Linked DNA regions of Gossypium hirsutum: region 1 is linked to region 2. Evidence: chromatin contacts called from public Hi-C data. All regions are on one chromosome and are shown on one strand. Each heading gives the region's core, a stretch centred on a gene start, on an enhancer-like site or on the middle of the called end of the contact. The rest is flanking DNA. Distances are from core to core; before and after follow the strand shown.

Region 1 (6,945 bases), core at 1,634-4,133, 850 kb before region 2:
TCAATAGTGTTGAGCCTCACAGAACTATCTCACAAAACTGATAAGAAATAGCAACATATTTGGAAAATTTGTGGGTCACAATGTATCAAGTTCTTTTTATGGTTTGTTTCCAATCATTGTCACCAAACAAATGAAGAAAAGGTCCCATAGACCCCTTACATTGAATTCTCATTGTATGATTTGTGTAGGTTACATCGAATGGTGCCAATCATGTTCTTTGAGAATTTTTTTCTCGATAAGGACTAGACTTGTAAAATCAGATAAAGTCCTTGAATTTATGTCAACGGATGTTAAAAGTTAGGTGTATATCAACTTAGCCCGACCTGAGTATTTTACAATAGGTAGCGAGGATTGAAGATTAAAATTCAATGTCATTTGCAGGTGGTTATGGTACATACATAACAAATAGATGCTTAAGTATGATTTTATCAAGGCTGAGGGTGTTTAGGAAAAAAAGCCAAAGGTTGTTTCATGATTTCATTCACAATGCTTACAATACTACCAGTTTGTGGAAGCTTGTATGCTAATCGTTCATGCCTTATGGTTGCATAGTCTTTACCACCGAAGAACTAGTTCAAAGTCAACGCTGATGGAGCACGGAACTAAGCTTCCAAACTGGCCATAAGTGGTGAAGTTATTTGGGACCATAATGGAACATGGGTAAAGGGTTTTGCATTAAAAACCTCTCGGTTAACTTCTTAGAACGGCTTGGTTGTTTTTTATTCTAGCACAAAATCAAAATTTCCAACATCTAAAATTGTTGGGTTGTTATAGATCTGGAATAATCACTTTGGTTTAAGGTGAGTATAACTACCATTTTTTATCTAGATGGCTAATACTGGGCTATCCCAAGGGCCCCCGTATCCACTAGTCACTGAATGAAATTAGTGATCTCGAGCAGAAGCACGTATAACATTTTTTGAGGATCTCGGTCTAGAATTAACTCATCACGAGCCTAACGTTGGCAATAATCGTCATAGTCGATAACGGCCTTTTCGATCTGGTATGACTAGCTTGTTGAAGTACTATGACGATTATTGGTAGTGTTGAAATACTTAAAACAAGTTTAGCATAAAAAACCCCAAAAGGATGAGAAAAGTTACGTAAAACAAGTTAGTCATACCTTTAAATCGTCCTTTTAAGAGCGGCTATTGATATGAACTTTTCGACACTAGTGTTGAAGTACTTAAAAGAGTTAATTTAAAAAATAACTTTTCCATATATTCAATTTATCAAATAATAAAACCGTAAAAGAAAAACATTTGATTTCAATAATTTAATTTAATTAGAATATTAAAATACAAATTGATATAAAATATGATTTTTTTTTATATTTAAACACATTTGTAGAAATAGAATTTCCTTACACATTGCAATTGATATTTTATTATAACTAACTGACTCCATCAATCAATCCGTTTATTTTAATGCTAAAAAATTAGAGAAATTATGGAGAAATGGATGCAGATGAGACAGGCTACTTTCTAGCTCCCACTCCAACACATCTAAAATTAAGCATATGCTTCTTGCAGTTTAAATAAATTTAGTAATTAGTTTTGTTTTGTTATGTACACTCCAAACAAAGCCGTAGCGATGCATTCAAAGTAGTTGCACAAGGTGAGGCACTTCTATCCCTCACAAATTCTAATGCTGTTTGCTAATTTATGTCCTTTCTTACTTTTATCACATCCTCTCCTCACCAATCACCTGAAACGTTATTAAAATATAAAATAATTTATTTAATAACATTTAAATCTATAAAATATTAAAATAAAATTTTAGTTGATATGATTATAGATGTTGGTGTAATGATTATATATTTTTATTTTTTAAAAAAATAAAAAATATTATAATATATATAAGATTATTTTACTAATTTCCTTAATCAAATTAATATCAAATTGATTACTCAATTATATACAATAAAAAATGTAAACAACATAATTATATACAACATATCAAATAAATTATAATTTATATACAGAAATTGGGATTTAAAAAAAAATAACTATTTTGATTTAAATGTTATTGATTGGGAAAGTCTAACTTGATTTTCTCTAGGGGATAATATTTATATGCAATTTCCAAAACTAGAGAAACGCGTTTTTCTCTTTTGACTATTCTCGTTTTACTAGCTGTCACCAATAAAAATCACAGTCGCTTCCTTTTACTAAATTTCTTCTTTAAACACGTAATTTTGGCATCGTCGGTCCACCTGCTTCGTCTCCTTTACCATAATTACACTCTTAATAAACATTAATTTTTTATTTCAAAATTCAAATATTTTATTTATTTATTTATAAGAAAAGCTCATTCAAGCTTGAAATACAAGCATCCTTATTTCACAAAACAAAACACTGTGCCCAAATTTTATCATCAAATGTATCACATGATATATATTTTTTCTTAATCAATAATCACATGCCATTTTAAAGCATTGTATTTATATTTAAATTAATGAATTCAATAATCAGTAAAACCATTATAATAACTTATCTGATTTCAAAGCAAACGTTTTGCTTTTATTTTAAGAAAATATTTCAATAAAATAAATTTATTTGTACCATGATTCAATTGCTTTCTTTTAAGTCTCATATTATTATCCAACAAAACAAATTGATTATATTATTAGACAATCAAAATAAAATTAAAACAATAATTTTTAATTCTTTGTTATATTCATAGATATATATATTTTAAAAAGGTTCTATTATCTTTTTTTTTAATTTTATTTTAACTATAATGATTTATTGTTCAATTGAATAATTAAATTTAATATTGAAAAAAACAATTTTGACTTTTTTTTTCAAAGTGTACTTTCCCAATTAATAATCACAGCTGCCTGTGATTTTAGCCTTTTCTCATCAACTTTCAAATTTATACTACATTACCGACTTTTTCAACTCTTCCTCTTCCTTCTGTTCTCAATTTCCATTTAAAAAAGAAAATATTTACTATCTCAAATTTCTCGCCGTGGTGGTTTTGCAGTTGCTAATCAAGTCTGAAGCTTAAGTTCAGATGATTTGACCGAGAAGAAACGGTAAACTCCCGCATTCAGAATCATGGGCCATTGCTGTAGCAAAAACGTGTCCGTCAACAATGAAGCAACCTCCACAGTCAATCAGTCTCAGCCGCGACCGGTTCCGGCCTCGGCAACCCCATCCGTTGAGACAAACTCTTATGCTGTTAGTCCATTTGCTAGTCCACTACCCGCTGGAGTGGCGCCGTCTCCATCACCAGCTAGAACACCGGGAAGGAAGTTCAGGTGGCCTTTGCCGCCTCCCTCTCCTGCCAAGCCGATCATGGCAGCAATAATGAGACGAAAGGGGTCGAACCAGGCGGCTCCGATGGAAGGAACAATTCCCGAGGATGGGGAAGGAGCGGTGCTAGACAAAAATTTTGGATACGGGAAGAATTTAGGGGCTAAATTTGAGCTAGGCAAGGAGGTTGGGCGAGGGCATTTTGGACATACTTGCTGGGCCAAGGGAAAGAAAGGAGAGCTAAAGGGAAAGTCGGTGGCCGTTAAAATCATTTCTAAAGCTAAGGTGTGTCATTTTTGGTATGTGCTTTTTTTTTTTAATAGTTGATGTTATTATTGATTAGGAGTAAAAAAAAAAATTGATTATTAGATGGATTGTCTCATTTGAAACTGCAATCTGCGTCAGAGATTTCATTAGTATAATATATTTGAAGTACTTGGAATTTGGATACATTACTAAGAGTAGAAAGTGAAAAAGAAAAGTATTGACGTTAATAACAAATGCAGTTTGCAGATAGCATGAAGATCTGAACTGTAAACCGGTTGATCGAAGTTAACAAATATAGCTGCATGATTTTATTATTTAATTTTCAAAGAAAACAAGATGATGCTATTCGGACTTCTAAAGATAAAAAGGAAAGTTTTAAGCTAATAGAGTTGAATGCATGCGTGTTTAGTAATCGATGATTTGGTGGTAGTTCAAGTTATTCGTGGTTACTAATCAATAACTTGGGATTGGCTTAAATTTTGTTCAATCTTCAATGGGGAATTAAGATACAGTTTTCCGGAGTTAACCTCCCCTCACCCTTCATGTTGGAAACAACTAGGAGAAATTTTCTGCAATGATAGCTTTTTTCTTTTGTACTTCTGAACTTATGTTTTAGTTTTTGATGAAATATACATAACTCGAGATGATTAATGGTTTTGCGAAGAATCGGAAGCTGAGTGGATATTATTTTGCAGATGACCTCAGCAATATCAGTAGAAGATGTTCGGCGGGAGGTCAAAATACTGAAAGCCTTATCCGGTCATAAAAACATGATCAAGTTTCATGATGCTTTTGAGGATGCCAATAACGTTTATATTGTCATGGAGTATGTTTGTACTTGTTATAGTTTATTTTTAAGATCTCTTATTCTTTCTAGTAGCCCTTCCTCAATCTTTAAGTTTAATCTTTTCACCAGTTCAACTGATTGAAATAAACTTAGCCAGAATATCAAACAATATGCATCATACATAAGGAACAATTTGTGATTGGTCTAGGCATGCGTCCTAAACCAGCGAGTTAACAAGTTTCCTCCAAAGTAATTACAGTGAAATGTTGTTTTGTTGTCAGATTATGTGAAGGTGGAGAACTACTTGACAGAATTTTGTCTAGGTATCGAAGGACTACCCTCTTCTCTTGCACCGTCCAAGTCAATTCTTAACCTCATCGCTAAAACCATGTTTCGTATTGTTCTTTATTGCAGAGGTGGTAGATACACCGAAGGGGATGCTAAAAATATAATTGTGCAAATTTTAAGTGTAGTAGCTTTTTGTCACCTTCAAGGGGTTGTGCACCGTGATCTAAAGCCCGAGGTGTGGCATAGAGGAATATGATACTTAAATTTTAATTTAGTTCTATGCTGCTTTATTGTTAATATACGGCACAATATTTTTGACATTGGATCCAATTCTAGTTATTAACCAATCATTCTTTTTGCAGAATTTTCTTTTTACCACAAGAGATGAGGATGCTCCAATGAAAATTATCGATTTTGGTTTATCTGATTTTATTAGGCCAGGTAAGATTTAATTGGGTTTTTCTATATTTGCATTAATCTTGGCATTCCATTTGTCAAATGTGCTCTCATTGGCATAATTGTCTGAATCATGTAATACGGAACTCCCCTCCCCTCTGAATCATATAATTTATCAACAATTTGTTCGAACAAGAACCATTCAGTTTTTATTCATTTGCAGATCAACGTATGAATGATATTGTTGGCAGTGCATACTATGTTGCACCGGAAGTACTGCATAGATCATACAGTGTTGAAGCTGATATGTGGAGTATTGGTGTCATAACATATATATTGTTGTGTGGAAGCAGACCTTTCTGGGCTAGAACTGAATCAGGAATTTTTCGTTCTGTGCTTAGAGCTGATCCTAACTTCGATGATTCACCTTGGCCTTCTGTATCAGTGGAAGCCAAGGATTTTGTGAAAAGGCTTTTGAACAAGGATCACAGGAAAAGAATGACTGCTGCCCAAGCTTTAGGTAAGTCATGTTTATTGGTTTGACCTCATGCATAAGAAGCTTTTAGGATTTATGCTCCCTCTCCCTCTCTTTTTACAACTTTGGTTTGAAGTTGCTAACGAAATTATATATTATCTCGGAAACTAATAAGGACCTCTATATTGTCAGCTCATCCATGGTTACAAGATAACAATCGTGTTGTGCCTTTGGATATTTTGATCTACAAGTTAGTCAAGTCTTACATTCGGGCCACCCCTTTCAGACGAGCAGCACAAAAGGTAGTTTACTGGTTCCTGTTATTAAGAGAAGGACAAATTATCAGTAATCCCTTACCAGTTCCTACCCTGCACGCATGCACACACACACACACTATACAGGGAAATTAGTAAAGTATCTGAAAAGAAAAGAGTTTGAATCAACTTTTTGTCATGGTTTTGTTTTGTTGGTTTCAGGCACTTTCAAAAGCTTTACCGGATGATGCGCTTCGGTATCTTACTGCACAGTTTAGGCTTTTAGAACCAAAAGATGGATGCGTGTCCCTCAGTAATTTTAAAACAGTTAGTTCTTTGTTTTATCAATTTCTTACCTCTTTCCAACTCTCACAAGCTTTTTGAGACCTCTTTTCTAACTAGACGTGTGGATACTTTCAGGCTTTGGTGTAGCTACAAACTAGTTTTAAACTTTTTGCTATTGATTCTTAACTTGTTTTAGTATTTGCCTGTACCATTTGCAGTAATTTTGTCGTGACCGTTGTTATGAATAATTGCAGGCTTTAATGAAGAGTAGAACTGATGCCATGCAGGAGTCAAGAGTTTTTGACATTATAAATGTGGTGAGATATATTGTTTTATGTTCTCATATATTGTTTATTGTGGAGGGAATAGCACCGTTCATGTTAAAGGGCTTAGCATGGTTCTAACGATGTTCATTTTTAATCATTAGAGCTTTATAGAGCAATTACGGCACTCAAGTTTTTGCATGATCTGAGAGTAATATGATTTTGATTTTGATACATTGCATATTTTAAGATGAAGCTGAAGAGGAAATTATTTTTTCTTTGTTTTGAAGCACTGATAGAATAGCCGTGCACAACGGATTAATATTTGATTTTTTTGTATATATGATTTCTCGCAGGTTTTGGGATGTATTGTTAAATGTTATCGTGTAGTTAAAATGCTGACAATTTTAAATTTTATTTCAAGATGGAACCACTCTATTACAAAAAGATGGACTTTGAAGAGTTCTGCGCTGCTGCAATCAGTACATATCAGCTCGAAGCATCTGAAGAATGGGAGAGTATTGCAAGCACAGCTTTCGAGTATTTCGAACAAGACGGAAACAAGGTCATTTCAGTGGAGGAATTGACACTGGTATTCCGATAATCTGTTTTCATACAAAATGGGGACATTCCTATTGGCTTAGTTCACTTCTGAGTTCGGGAAATCGAA
Region 2 (6,793 bases), core at 3,316-5,815:
GTTCGAAGTTAAGATTGGCATCGTTAATACAATTCGGCTTAACTTGAAATGAATCGATTATATCTTGGAATTGTTTATTTGCTTTAAACTTACTAAGCTATGTTAGCTTACTTTGTGTATATGATTCTTTGTTTTATAGATTTTGGATTCAAGTTACAAGCTCGGGGATCGTCAGCAAAGTCTATCACACTATTTACAGCTTCGGTACTTAAATAATCAAACTCGTATTATGGCATGTATAGGCGGGATTTTGTTTTGAAATAATGAACTTTGGTTATGTATAAGGCCATGCGAAAATGGCTTAATTTTATGCTAGATTTTTTGTTGTGGCACATTTGTGGTTTAAGTTTATTTGGTTATTTTGCTATGTGCTATGAACGAATATCTCATGTGTTATGTGATTCTACATAGAAGTTGATTAATGATTTTAGTTGAAGCTTGAAGAAATCGATCATAAGTATGGTTGATTACCTTGGTTGTGTTCATTCTAATACGAATTAGAAAGGTGAGGCTGATTACTATGTTTAGCCTTAATTTGTTATGTCTTTAAATGAAACATATTAATAAGCTTGATTGTTGATAAAATGATAGTAGAAGTCTTGTATACGTGAGTAATTTATAGTAATGAGGTTCGGTTATGATAGTATATTTTAGGTATACTTAATTCGTTTATGATAAAATTATGGAATGTGATAATTAGTGACGGATGAAAGTATACTAGTTAAATAGATTCTATTATTAAGTGCTAAATGATGCATGTGGTTCATGATTAATTTAGTCGACTATTTGGTATGTATTTATTGCTTTAATGTTAAGTGTGGCTTTGGCATATGGGTAATTGCCCACCATGTATGTATATGTGATGATTCAGTTATAAATAAATGTTTGGTTTTACATTGAGTCTATATCAAGGGTGTAGTCATAATACATAATTTTATCATGATGATATGTACACTCGGTCATATGGTTCTTTATGAATGTCATTGAGTTAATACAAATTATGAATTTAGTAGGTGTTCATTTATGAATTAATTTAAGACATGCGCACTTGACACTTTGATTTGTTTTATTAAGTAATTTTCTACGTGTCTTGAATGCATGCAAGGTGTCCATGTTTATGAGTGCTATTTATCTTAGTATGTGGCTAAAGAAATCTATTAACTATGTGTAAGTTGAGAATGTGTATAATGATATACATGTATTGACCGATTAAACCAAGAAATATAGTGAGTTGGTTTATAACCTAGTAATTGCTTTTAATAGTAATAAATTGTAAATCATGTGAGATATGTATAGATTACTATGTTAATGCCGCAGATTTGAAATTGTTGATGCAAATTATATTTTATACTGTTACTTGTGAATGTACGTCTATTTATTTTTACATATGACATGCAATGTCCAAATTTAAAAGTTGTATTAGTTTATGTAAATGATTTGATTTAACTTTCGAGACTTGATTATATGAATAATTATATATATAAATATGTATTTAATTGTTTGGAATTATGTTTTATTCTATAATGCCTTATGACTCTATTTGGGCAACGGATACGAGTTATGGGTGTTACACCTTATATGAAGGCAAGGACTAAATTGGAAATAGAAATAATTAAAAGATGATAAATAATTAAAAAGAAATTAACATCTTATTTTATGTCATCTTCTTCCCCAAGAAACCCTAGGAAAGAGAAAACAATCTCTCTTGGCTTAATTGGAAAAGTTTATTTATCTTGTTTTTAGTAATTTTGATATTTTTGTAATTGAGATAGTCTGATATATCTATTTGGGGGATTAATTTGAAAAGTTATCAAAGTATAGAATTTATATCATGGATGAATATGCTGAAAATTAGAAATTTATGGTAGAAAATGAAAGATTGTTGATAGATAAACAACTTTTACAAAGTGATTTTTGATAAAAATATGATTTAAAGACTAATTTGTAAAGTTGTGAAAGTTGAAGAAAAAATTTGAAATTTATAGAATATATGTGCTGTAAATTGTATATTGAAATTTTGGTTAGGCTTGGAATAGGGAGTAAATTGCATGAATTTTATTTTCCGAGCTTAAGGATAAAATTGGAATTTATGAAAAGTTTAGGGGCAAAATGGTAATTTTCCTAGGACGTAAATTGATTCCAAATAAATATGAAATGTGGTAAATTGATGATTAAATTCATTTATATAGATCCGGATAACACAAATTCGAGAAACAGAATGCTTAGAATTGAGCACACGGATAGAGACATGAGCATGTGTTTTGGCGTGTGAACCCTGCATTTAATTTTTGAAAATTAAATTGATCGCACGGCCTACTCACACGGGCGTGTGGCTAGCCGTGTGGCTGGCTGTGTGGCACAAGTCAGAGAATTACACGGGGTCGAACATGGCCTGCAGCATGGGCGTGTCTTGGGCTTACACGGGCGTGCTCCTAGACCACATGGACGTGTGAGCCCTGCACCTAGGAAAATTTTAGAAAATTTGTGAAAAATTCTTAAGTTCTCGATTAAGTCCCAACTCGATTCTAATACTCGATTTGGGCCTCAAGGGTCCATTCAAGGGAGATTATGAATAATTTCAGTAAATGAATAGTAATTAACGTGAATTATTTGTAAATGTTCTGAAAGTTTCGGTAATACTCCGTAACCCTGTTTTGACGACAGATACGGGTTAGAGGTATTACAGATTAGGTTATTACGATCTTGGAAATGTAAAAATTACTAAAAACTGGACAAGATTGCTTACCTAATTAAGCTTTCTTGAATTCTTTTCTCTTTCCTAGGGTTTCCATAGAAATTTGGAGAAGATGATAATAATATGATTTTTTTCTTTTAATTTAATTATCATCTTTAAATTTTTTAACTTTTCAATTTCATCCTTTTCTATAATTAAATTTCCATGGATGAATCACCATAAATACTACTAACTTTATTTAATGGTCTAATTGCCATATTCTTACCTCAAGTTTTGAATTCCATAGCTATTTGATACTTATAGCTACTAGAATTCAACTTTTGCATTTTATGCAATTTGGTCCTCTCCACAATTAAGCATGTAATCGGTAAAAATTTTCTTAATGAGATTTTCATATGTTATCCGTATCATAATGCAGACCATGCAATAATATTAAAATAAATTTTCTTTTTGACTCAGATTTGTTGTCCCAAAACCACTGTTCCGATTTCATTGAAAATGGATTGTTACACCACCTGTACTTGTCGAGGTATCGCCTTAATGGAAAGATCCAACTCAAACGGTATCTCCTTCTTGCCATATACGATCCGAATAAGGTAGAAGCCCTCACCGTGCCCCAAACGACCATATAAAAAACAGAAGAATGACAGTTGTTCATAGTGGAATCTAGCATAAACGGAATGAGCATGTGACAAGGCGATCTTCTTCCTCCTTTTCAAAGGTGCTTGAATGTCAATCTGTACCCGAATCTGTATATACTCTCCAAAACCCTTACTAACTAACTTCGCATCATAATCCACAAAAGATCCCAACAAGGCCCCAAACTGCCTTGCCATACTTTCAGACATCAATATCATCGTAAGATCATGAATCTGAACCCAATAATTGACAAAGTACAATGGCACCCTTAACGGATCCTCCCCCGATTTAAGTCTATGTAAAACTAGGATATGCTTATTGAATGTCCATGGATTGCCATCGATCACCCTGTTGATATCAATGGCATAATAGAATTCGAATAGGTATCCTTTCTCACTCTGATCCGATATTGAAATTCTCCCATGAGGATGCCAAGGAGTGGCCAAAGTCGTGTGTATAGTCTAGAATTGAATAACGGTAGTAGTCAAGAAAGTCCCAACCAAGCAAAGACTTGTATCAATTGTAGTTGCCCCTTCATCAGCATGAAGTTGCCACGCTTCATCTTCACCACCAATGCCACCAAATTCACCTCCATATCCACCACAGAAAATGCCCGAACAAGACAAACCCCTAGCCACCAAAAACCCAACCAAATAACCACCCTGGTAACGAAAAACAGTGTTAAAACAACATACATTTTAACAATTAAATTTAAATGTAGCGAACAAGTTGTTATGATCATATAAAACCTATACAAAATTCAAAATTCAAACCTTTACCAATTTCTTGACCTCTTAAAAAAATTATAACAATAAATTTAGCGTCTAACATTTATTGATTTTTTTCATTTTGTTATTTTTCATTAATTATTTTAGTCCTTAACCTTTAAAATGTAGTCAAATTATTTGCTTTTGGATAGAAAAAACTAACTGAACTGTTAAATTTTAATAACATTGACATGGTAACTCGTGTGACATTTCACGTATACTTCATTACTAATATGGATAAATTTTTAAAAGTTTTTATGATTTTTTTTAAAAAAATTATTTTTAATTTTTTTATTTGTATGAATTATACATAGATTGCCATATGAGTGATCACATCATTGCCGTTAGAATTTTAATAGTTCAGTATATTTTTCATCCAAAAGCAAGTAAATTAACCAAATTTTAAAGGCTGTGGACCAAAAATGACAATAAAATAAAGTAAAAGAATAAAATTACAAAATGAGTAAAGTCATTATACCTAAAAAAGAAATGCAAGCAACGACCATGCGTGGGACAATCGTGATCTTTCCAAGTTTCAATTCCAACCGCAAGGAGGCTTCGCTCAAAAAACAAAAAAAAAATCAAGAAGGCATATCCGTAACCAACAATGCACTCCACTGACTTTATGCTTTTTCTCAAGTGCTAGAGTGTATGAGAACATGGCGATGACTCTCTCAAACTCAGTCCCGTCAGCTTGCATTATCTGTCTCAGTGCTTCTAATCAATTCTATCTCCCATCTTCACCTTTCAAGTCTCTCAAGCCCCCTCTCTTCTGGCCATGGCAAAAGGTACTCCCTCCAATACTTAACCATGTCTACACTCGAGTACAGGTTCTCCTTTCTAATTTGATATTATCCGGTCTCATGTGTTTCAGTGATGGGTTTCCTGGGCAGGTGAAAATGGGTCCTTTGACTGTTTCTCCAATGGGGTTTGGGACGTGGGCATGGGGAAACCAGCTTCTCTGGGGTTATCAACCTTCAATGGATTCTCAACTTCAACAGGTTTTTAATCTTGCCGTGGAGAATGGCATCAATCTTTTTGACACCGCCGATTCTTATGGGACTGGCAGACTCAACGGACAGAGTGAAAAGCTTTTAGGGAAGTTCATTAGAGAATTTCAAGGTTGTTTAAATTTCTTTTTCAATCTTTATATCTGGGTTTACAAATCACAGTAGCTGATAAAAACTAGGATCCCTATATTACAATAGAGATTGTTAATCTTACCATTCTGATATTTAAGTTTGAATATTGTTTGCAATCTCAGGGGAAAAACGGATACGAGATGAGATTGTGATTGCCACAAAGTTTGCAGCTTACCCATGGCGTCTAACATCAGGGCAATTTGTTCAAGCTTGCAGGTTTGCTATTTAATGGGTTCCATAAAAGTGATCCTCTTTGTGGCACAATTGGCTGAAAGGTTGTGATCATTAAATTTGATTAAGAACTGTTTTTCCAGGGCCTCTCGGGATCGAATGCAGATTGAACAAATCGGAATAGGACAATTACACTGGTCTACTGCAAACTATGCTCCCCCACAAGAGTTGGCACTTTGGAATGGTTTAGTGGCAATGTATGAGAAGGTTAACCAACATATGATATTTCAGTTACTATAAAATGAGATCATCATATTTCATTAGCATATATGAAAGTTTGTCCAAGAATTAACTTGAACTGCAAAAAGTTAAGAGCTCTACATTCTACATAACAAACATATAAGAAGAAAATCTACTTTATATAATTTGCAGGGCTTAGTTAAAGCTGTTGGAGTTAGCAATTATGGACCCAAACAGCTCGTAAAGATTCATGATTACCTTAAAGCCCGAGGAGTCCCACTCTGCTCAGCTCAGGTAGAGGCAATTCACACCTTCTTCTCCTTTTCTTTGTTACAAGGAATTTTAGTTTTTTTATTCTTGTGTTTCAGGTAGTAGAATGAAGAACCGCTGCATTCATTATTCCTTCTCTTCCTTGTGTTATCTTTCATATTTGGTTACCTTAAAATGTTTAACCAAGAACCCATACCTATTCTCCATGCATCAAATATGTGCCACTATAACCCCCTAGGCCCCCGCTGCCATCACCTCAGATTTTGTGATTTTCATCTGTTTCTACTTCAACTAATCTTTTAAGCTTTTAATCTCTCTCAATGTCCATGGCTCCTCATGGATGCATTTTCTTAACTACACAAAGTCTCTGTTTAAGACTAGTTGTGGTTTAAAGATAGTCACTTTCACATACATCACAGAGTGTCTAAATCACTTCACCCTAATCCCAACTCCAAGGAAATGCAATGATAGAAATATGTTGAATTGGGTGAAACACAAGTTCATTTGCTTTTTTGTTTTCTTCGTTTCTGTAAAAAGTGAGTTAAAGCAGTTAAGTTTATTGGTATAATGGTAGGTAACCCATTTGCATATAGCATTTTCCTTCTTAGTGGAGGACAAGATGTTTATGTAAATATGGGTTTATAAGTCAACACGTTGATCATATCTAACTTTGCTTTTGGAATCCAACCCTGCACCAACCAATCTCTCATATTAAGTCTAAACGATAGACTATCTAGCTAAAGTACAACACTGTCATTTATGCTATGTTTGGAAGATGTGTTTGAAAGAGTGGATTTGGTATGATTTTTAATGTAAATTGAAAGAAAAAGGAATGCACACACAATGGAGAAGTTAGTTAAGATCCAATA

Evidence for each region. Hi-C and Micro-C count contacts between places; a contact is called where the count stands out from the background.
Region 1: a Hi-C map of leaf shows a contact between it and region 2, with 4 times the contacts expected there. The contact joins the promoter of LOC107948907 here to the promoter of LOC107946237 in region 2. A contact is called at or near these places in 2 of 34 Hi-C or Micro-C datasets (hypocotyl and leaf).

What each region holds. Positions count from the first base shown.
Region 1 is chrA08:72,811,493-72,818,437 of Gossypium_hirsutum_v2.1, reverse strand. It overlaps LOC107948907 (CDPK-related kinase 4), which reads left to right and starts at 2,883. Exons shown (of 8, transcript XM_041074550.1): 1 at 2,883-3,545; 2 at 4,965-5,043; 3 at 5,222-5,518; 4 at 5,666-5,775; 5 at 5,950-6,054; 6 at 6,267-6,329; 7 at 6,700-6,867. The coding sequence starts at 3,063.
Region 2 is chrA08:71,959,266-71,966,058 of Gossypium_hirsutum_v2.1, reverse strand. LOC107946237 (pyridoxal reductase, chloroplastic) reads left to right here and starts at 4,565. Exons shown (of 8, transcript XM_016880478.2): 1 at 4,565-4,889; 2 at 4,995-5,223; 3 at 5,366-5,459; 4 at 5,558-5,681; 5 at 5,847-5,948. The coding sequence starts at 4,761.